2 separate regions of the Sus scrofa genome follow, and region 2 is linked to region 1. A link is a contact called in public Hi-C data. All regions are on one chromosome and are shown on one strand. Each heading gives the region's core, a stretch centred on a gene start, on an enhancer-like site or on the middle of the called end of the contact. The rest is flanking DNA. Distances are from core to core; before and after follow the strand shown.

The links. Hi-C and Micro-C count contacts between places; a contact is called where the count stands out from the background.
Region 2: a contact with region 1 is called in a Hi-C map of blood, with 2.7 times the contacts expected there. The contact joins two enhancer-like sites. A contact is called at or near these places in 3 of 47 Hi-C or Micro-C datasets (blood and heart right ventricle).

What each region holds. Positions count from the first base shown.
Region 1 is chr1:181,854,709-181,859,002 of Sscrofa11.1, reverse strand. No RefSeq gene overlaps it. Among named protein-coding and RNA genes, the nearest start is that of NID2, 84 kb to the right of the region's middle. Within about 2 kb of position 2,137, at least 7 of the 83 cell types and tissues checked have an H3K27ac peak or open chromatin away from gene starts, as enhancers often do.
Region 2 is chr1:181,962,744-181,967,037 of Sscrofa11.1, reverse strand. It overlaps PTGDR (prostaglandin D2 receptor), which reads right to left. Exons shown (of 3, transcript XM_013993410.2): 2 at 3,870-4,128. The coding sequence ends at 3,889. Among named protein-coding and RNA genes, the nearest start is that of PTGDR, 11 kb to the right of the region's middle. Within about 2 kb of position 2,402, at least 2 of the 83 cell types and tissues checked have an H3K27ac peak or open chromatin away from gene starts, as enhancers often do.

The DNA.
Region 1 (4,294 bases), core at 888-3,387:
CTATGGTACTTGTGTTCCACGCACATGTAACTACACTACAGGCCTCCATATGTTAAAAAATGGAGGCATTTAGCACAATCTGAGGATGCAGTTTTTGGCCTTGTCATTTCAAAAGGTCACTGAGTGAATACCTGTGCATGCCAGGTTGGAGTGTCAGGGGTCCCAACCAGTCTTTTAAAAATTTTTTTGGTTAAAGTGTAGTTGATTTACAGTGCTGTGCTAATTTCTGCTGTGTAGCATAATGACCAAGTCATATATATATATAAAACACACACACACATTGTTATTATTATTTTTGCTTTTTAGGGCCACACCTTTGGCATATGGAAGTTCCCAGGCTAGGGGTCAAATCAGAGCTACAGCTATAGTCCTATGCTACAGCCACAGCAACTCAGGATCCGAGCTGTGTCTGAGACCTGCACCATAGCTCATGGCAACACCAGATCCCTGACCCACTGATCCTCATCTTTATGGATACTAGTTGGATTCATTTCCACTGTGCCACAACAGGAACTCCTACATTCTTGTTCTCATATTACCTTTCATCATGTTCTATCACAAGTGATTGGATATAGTTCCCTGTGCTACACAGCAGGACCTCATAGCTTATCCATTCTAAATGTAACAGTTTGCATTTTTTAACCCCAAACCCCCACTCCATTCCACTTCCTCCCCCTCCCCCTCCCCCTTGGCAACCACAAGTCTGTTCTCTGTGTCTGTGAGTCTGTTTCTCCTTTGTAGATAGGTTCGTTTGTGCCATATTTTAGATTCCACATAAAAGTGATATCCTATGATATTTGTTCTTCTCTTTCTGACTTCTTTCACTTAGTATGAGAATCTCTAGTTGCAACCATGTTGTTGCAAATGCTGTTATTTCATTCTTTTTTATGGCTGAGTAGTATTCCATTGTATACATGGACCACATCTTCTTAATTTTTTCATGTCAATGGACATTTCGGTTGTTTCCACATCTTGGCTATTGTGAATAGTACTGCAATGAACATGGGTTGCATTTGGAATGGATAAGCAATGAGATTCTGCTGTATAGCCCAAGGAAGTATATCTGATCACTTGTGATAGAACATGGTGGATGATAATGTGAAAATAAGAATGTATATGTATATATGTGTAATTGGGTTACTTTGCTGTACAGCAGAAATTGACACAACATTGTAAATCCACTATAATAAAATTTTTTTTAAAAAAAGAATAGCACCCATGCAGGGAGTTCCCATCATGGTGTAGCAGAAACGAATCTGACTAGGAACCATGAGGTTGTGGGTTCAATCCCTGGCCTCACTCAGTGGGTTAAGGATCCGGCATTGCTGTGAGCTACGGTATAGTCCGGAGGATATAGCTCCGATTAGACCCCTAGCCTGGGAATCTCCATGTGCTGCTGGTGCGGCTCTAAAAATATAAAAAGACAAAAAGAAAGAAAGAAAGAAAGAATAGCACCCATGCAAAAAATGCACAAAATCTAAAAGAATTATTACATAGCAAGCTTTCATATAATCAGCCATCCTGGTGAGGAAATAGAACTTTAAAGCACCCTAGATTTTTCTCCCCATTTCAGCCCCCACCTCTCTTCAAAGGCAGAATAGCTCTTCCTGTTGTTCTCTGCTGCATCAAAAATCTTGCATCTGACTGGAGGAAACAGGGGCACATTCATTTATTTTAGTCTCAAGGAAGTCAGGGAAAGTGAGTTTCTGGCATAATGCTCTGGAAACCAGGATTTAAAAGGTGGACATTTCCCTCAATATAGGAAAGGTTTAACAGATGTTTGAATAGCTTCCCAGCATGACAAATTGTTGCCATGTTCTCCACTGGGGAAATAAACATCTCAGCCTTGTTAGATGGAACCAGGTGAAATTTCCATTTTTGTAGGTCAAGTGGTTTTGTAGGTCAGCAGGTCCTTGTGGTTCAACCTAAGAAAAAGGACAGTGTAAGGTCAGGAAATGGAGAGTCATTGAAAGGAGATAAAAGTGGCAGTGCCAGGAAAGCTGAGAAATGCTTCCAGCCAGCATCAGTTAGTGATATCAACTTGTAATTGATGTAATTTGTTACCCCTGTATTCCCCCACTGCTAGATTAGAAGTTTGTTGGCCTGAGACACATGGCTCAGTGAGTGTTTGTGTGAGATGTTTCCTACGGAACCCCAAAGGGTGGAGCACTGTGGGTGGTTTAAGGGGCAGGATGTGAAACCTCAAGACAGGAAATGTAACACCTTGGTGGGTGCCAGTGGAGAAATGTCAGAGCAAGATGGAGCTGCAGCCTTGTTTGAGGCCTGCCCTAGATGCAGGAGGGTGGGGAGTGCTACATAACACCTCTAAGTAGCCATGGTAAAAATGCACATCCTTAATTTAGGGAGATCATCAGATGGCACAAAAATGGGCTCTAATTAGATTCAGCTCAACATTGCTTGGATGGGATCGGGCGCTTTCAGGGTGGTAGAGCTTAACATTGCTTAGTAGGGAGAAAATACCAATGGGCTAGATGTCCACTCATAGGAGATTTATGAAGTAATTATTATTTATCCAAGCAATGGAATGCTGAGTAGTACCTAAAAATGGTGTTGCAGAAGAGTGTGATAAGGCAACCTGGTCAGTACAGCCTTAAGGTTCAAAGCACAGACTGCAGAGCCAAAATGTTTTGCTCAAGTTCTGACTCTGCCACTTGCTAGTTAAATGAGGGTGGTCAAATTCCTCACCTGAGAATTTAAAACAGTTACTACAGGTAAAGCACGTGGAAGTGTTTCTGGAACATGTGTGTGTTAACCATAATTGTGATCCTATTCTTAATGAAATTGATGAGGTTTAAAAATAGAATGTATCCTAAAAATAATGGGCATTTCTTTCTGTTCCCCTTCAAAATCCCACTAGAATGACAGGAGAGGAATTTTTATAAAGACAAAGGAACATAAGGACAAAAAGAAAATGGAATTGCAGCACATACAGATGCCAAATGGATGAATGTTAAAATCAATTTTCGACCAAAGCCAAGGCCAACCCCAAATATTATCTTCATTTATTGAATTTCTCAGATTAAAAAATAAATCTGAAGCTTTATCCAATTTTATTATAAAAATGTCAGGTGTCAAATATTAGAAGTTGGACACACAGTTCCCATCGTGGCTCAGTGGAAACGAATCTGACTAGCATCCATGAGGACACAGGTGTTGATCCCTGGCCCTGCTCAATGGATTAAGGATCCAGTGTTGCTGTGAGCTGTGGTGTAGGTCACAGACATGGCTCAGATCTCACGTTGCTGTGGCTGTGGTATAGGCCAGCGGCTACAGCTCCAATTCGACCCCTAGCTTGGGAACCTCCATATGCTGCAGGTGTGGCCCTAAAAAAACAAAAAACAAACAAACAAAAAAGAAGTTGGATACTATTGTGCAGAGATGCAATTGGTAGGCTATACATGGCTCCCGGAGGCCCCATATTTCACACTGGCAATGTGAAGAGATTGATATTGTGGGGTAGTAGCAGCAGTAGCAGTAATAGTGGGATAGAAAGAGTAATAGTAGTGGTGGTAGTAGCAGTAGTGATAGTAATGGTAATTGTACCAGTAATAGTGGTATTTTGACTAGCTCTACCATTATAGGCTATCACTGATTGCAATATTATCACCAAATTATCAAGAATTTCTCATTCTCTGATGGTAACTACCTAACATAAAGAGTTATCTCCTTTTTGATTCTTGCACATTAAAACTTGATCAATGGTGATGATGCAATTTCATGCAAGCAAACCACTTCCTAAAAATGATGCGAGAATATTTTCAGAAACAGACTTAATATCACTGGCTTTTAAAATCATTTTTCCTTCTTTCGTCCTTTCCTTCCTCCCTTTCTTTTTTTTGAGAGGCAGTCATTTCATGGTTTATCACCAGAAAAAAATGTGTCCCGAAATCCTCATCGGGAAATGTGGCAATAGACTGATGTAATTGCCTCTGAAAATTAAAAATCTTCAAATTATCTTTTGTATCTCAACTTTCATTGCAGCATCTATCTAATTTCAGCATCTATCTATTCAAAGGATAGAAGGCTGTTTACAATAAGTATCATACAAAAGATGCTGACCCTCTCAAGGCATATCAGTTTGGTGTCCTGTTCATATTCCAGGAAGATGACTAATTTCTCTGTAAGTGATTAATGAATTTTGGTCCTGCTAGGCTACCCAAAAGAAAAACAGTCCTTGAATTATATTCTGCTCTGCATTATTTTACAGTGTGCTAATTCTGCATTTTGTATTAGACACTCAGACATATCCTGAGTTACCCCTTGGTGGGCGAGT
Region 2 (4,294 bases), core at 1,153-3,652, 110 kb before region 1:
TGAGGCTTTTGGCAATGCAAGATCCTTAAGCCACTGAGCGAGGCCGGGGATCAAACCCACATCCTCATGGACAGGTTCTTAACCTGTCAGGTTCTTAACCGGCTGAGCCACAACAGGAACTCCTATTCGTTATTCTAAAAAAAGATTTCACATGAGAGAAACCTTGACTTTAATAAAACTTGGAAAATACAAAGAATTACAGGGAAAACATCCATTAAAAAAAGATAACTGTGGTTCGCATTTTGATTCTTTGGTATATATTTTTTCAAAGTATTTTATATGCATATATATTTATGGGTTATATCTTAAAATAGTTTGTATCATACTTTTTTCAACTAGTATTACACTGTATGCTTTTGCTCAAATTTTATAAGTTATTTGAAAACCTTTTTCTAATGGCTGTGTAATTCTGATATATATGTTTGTGTGTATTATACCAGAAAAGCCTGTTTAACCCTTGTTTTGGTCACTTATATGGTTTCCTTTTCATCTTTTTGCTACTTGAAGTAATGCTACAAGGGGGAGTTCCATGCATAACTGTGACAGCTCCTCTGATTATTTTTCTGGAAGAGAATTGTAGAGTGGAGTCATTGGAATGGTAGAAAAGAACACTTTTAGGCTCCTGGTATGTACTGTCAGGTTGCTATCAAGAAGAGGTGGACAAATTTACAAACCCACCAGGGGAGCATGAATGCGCCTTTTACTTAATAATGATCTCTCTGTTATTGAGAGTCATAATTATTTTTGTGTGTGGTCTTTCATAATTTGACTTTAATTTTGCATTTCTTTAATGAGACAGTAATGTTTCTACATTATTAACATATGTATTTCCTTTTATGTAAACTTTTTTTTTTTTTTGGTCCTTTTAGGGCCGCACCCATGGCATATGGAAGTTCCCTGGCTAGGGGTCGAATCAAAGCTGCAGCTGCTGGTCTATGCCACAGCCATAGTAACACGGGATCCGAGCCATGTCTGTGACCTACACCACAGCTCTCGGCAATGCTGGATCCTTAACCCACTAAGCCAGGCCAGGGATGGAACCCACATCCTCATGGATACTAGTTGGATTTGTTAACCACTGACCCATGACGGAAACTCCATGTTTTATGTAAACTATTTTTGACCTTTGTTTAGTTTTCAACCAGTGTCAAAACTCCTACTCATCTTAAGTACCTCGCTTAAGCATCTTCTCACTGTGAAATTCCAACAACCATACACATCACCCCAGTTCAGCCTTCCTCTTCTAATGGGACTGTATGTGCACCCTTCCTAATGGGATTTCCACACTCTCCTGTAACTGGTTATGTGCCCCCGTCCACAAGTGGATAGTAAGCAACTACACTGAACCAAGTCTTACTATTTTTTTCCTCAGCATGGAACCCAACTGCCTGGCATAAGGTATATGTCAGTTAAGACTTATTTAATTATTTAATGAATAAATCAATGAAGATCATTGAAAGAGTCGACTTTTTTTTTTTTTTTTGGTCATGCCTGTGGCCAGGGGTCAAATCTGCACCACAGGAGTGATCCAAGCCACAGCAGTGTCAATGCCAGGTCCTTAACCCATGGAGCCATCAGGGAACTCTTGAAGAATTGACTTTTTAACTTAACATGAATTTCATCCAGATGGTGTATCTATATTGTGTATCAAAGAGAAAGGACCACAAAGTTCTTGGATAAACCTATGCAAAACTGTTTAAAGTAATACATATGCTAATAGAGCAGCCTATAAAAATCAACACAATTAAACTGCTAGAGAATGAAAGACTGCTGGTAACTGTTTACTCAAAACAGCAAAACAAAGAAACTAAACGCTTTTCTTTCATTTGAAAAAGTAATTTTCTTTGTAAAATATTATTAAGTTATGTTTATTGATTCATCTGGGACTTTTTCAAATGATCTTGACAATTACTGTAACACACCTTCCAAAAGAGCACAAAAAACATGTACTTTCTTTGACAATAAAACACATATGTACTTACACATCAAATATACAAATGAGAGTTAAACTTGAAAACAAGTGCATTTTTCCTCACATCATAGTCTTCTATTGTAATTCATGTATTCCTAATTAGGCCATTTCACAGTTTTGCCACATACAGAAAAATACACATATTTATTATGTGTACGTAATAGACATATTATCCAGGTTAATGCCACTTCTGACATAAACAAGAGCTGAGCGATGGGGCTTCTGCTAAGCCAGAAATAAGGCAAATACTCTGGTCGTTGGAAGGGATGGCTGAATGGGTCTCTGGGTCTCTTCAAATGTAGTTTGCTCTCTAGCTTGGCATCTGAGTGTGTCCAGTGCAAAGAGACCCGAGATGCTGAAACCCCTCTGGCGCCACCGTGTGTTCTTTTACCAAAAGTGCAAGTTCTTTCCTGAGTCTGTAAGTTGGGTCTATAAGTCTGTGGTTTAAACCCTGCCGCTGTATTTTCCCCACTTTCCCTTTTGGTCATAGATAGTGTTGCTAACCTTTGTAAACATTTAAATGTACAATTAAAGTGCTTGATTGTGCTCCATCTGAGCCACATCCTGCTCTAGTTTGAAAGCGTAGCTTCTGGGAACCTTGGTAAGATCTTACCATATCCACCAAGGGCAGAAGAAGGAGATGGTTAAGGTCATTGCTCTGGCTCTCAGCTGAGGCTGACTGAGCCCGGGTGGGCTTGTCGCTGTGCTGACCACCCCACTACATCACGGTCACACATAGTAAATACAGCTCTTGGGGAGGTCATAAATCATTGTTTTTTTAAAGAACCATAAATTCCTCCACCATCAAAGAATCCATCAATGTGATAAACCTACAAAATGGAGGTTCCAAAAACTGAAATAACATTTTGTGGCCCACTCCCAAATTTTCATTCCTACTGACACTCCTACCTCCCGACATAAGAAACTGGACTTCAAAGGATACAAAAATAATGTTTTCTTCTCTGGGTTTTAGGCCATAGTCATATCTTGCCTTGTGTTTACTTATTTATAGCCTCACCCTTTCACACAAGGCAGTGAGCATTCTCCCAGACGGTGTCTGGGGAACCACCCTCCAAATGCCCGACCTGATTATATTTCTTTTTTCTTTTTTTTGTCTTTTTTAGGACCACACCCTGCAACATATGGAAGTTCTCAGGCTAGGTGACAAATTGGAGCACATGCGGGCCTACACCACAGTCACAGCAGTGTAGGATCTGAGCCATGTCTGCAACCTATACCACAGCTTGTGGCAATGCCAGATCCTTAACCCACTGAGCCAGGACAGGGATCGAACCTGCATCCTCATGGATACTAGTCGGATTCCATACTGCTGTACCACGACGGGAACTCCTGACCTGGTTACATTTCCCACCCCCCCTTCTCAGAGGAGTATCTATAATTCAGGCTATACTTGCATCAGTCGGCAACGAAAAGAGTTAGACAGGAGCAATTGTGATACAAAATAAACAAATCAGGTTTCACTAGAAATGAAGAGGGTAAGAAACTTAAAAAAAACACCCATCACATAATCATGAACAGTGGTGTTTCCACTAGATTTAAATAAAGACCCAGAGGCTCCAAGTCTTCTCTAAAAACTTAGGGATACCATGGACACACCCATGCACACACATTGGAACAATTAGTATCATTGCTGAAAGATTTTTAACATTGTCTGCAACAGGTGAAACTGTAGTTGCTATTCATAACTCAAAAGGAAAAAAAATCCACTGAACTGGTTCATGAATACAGAGTGACAACACATCATGAAGGTTAATCAAATACTTTTGAAAGTACGTTTAGACATTTTGTGATGGGACCTAACTTTGAAGGCTAAAAACTGTCAGGTTTTTTGGATTGTGGTTCTTTGCCAGAAAATGTGAGATTTTCCTGAGCTTACCAGAGAGAGTGAAACACGGTCACAGACTGGACTCCATGTTAGTTCGGTAAGAATTGCTGTGCCAATTTCTGTACATAAGAGGCCTTATGAAAATCTTGTGGAAAAACATCCGAAACACTGATGTTCTGAAAATGATGAAAATCCAAGGGTCCACAATTGAGATGGCAGACAGAAAGCGCAAAGCCTGGAGGTCTTTGACTTGTTCAGAGGTCTCACTTTTCTCGTGAACAGCTTTGAAGGCTCCATAGTAAGCACGATACTGATTTAAAGAAAAACATTCCATTAGGATAGTGAAAAGGTCTATGGCTGCCGATGAATCCACTTACCTCACTTAGGAAATGTTACTTTTCTGGAAAAGTATGGCAGAATATTCATTTGGGGTAAATTTATAAGCATCTAAGGTTACTGCAGTGGATGGATGCAAG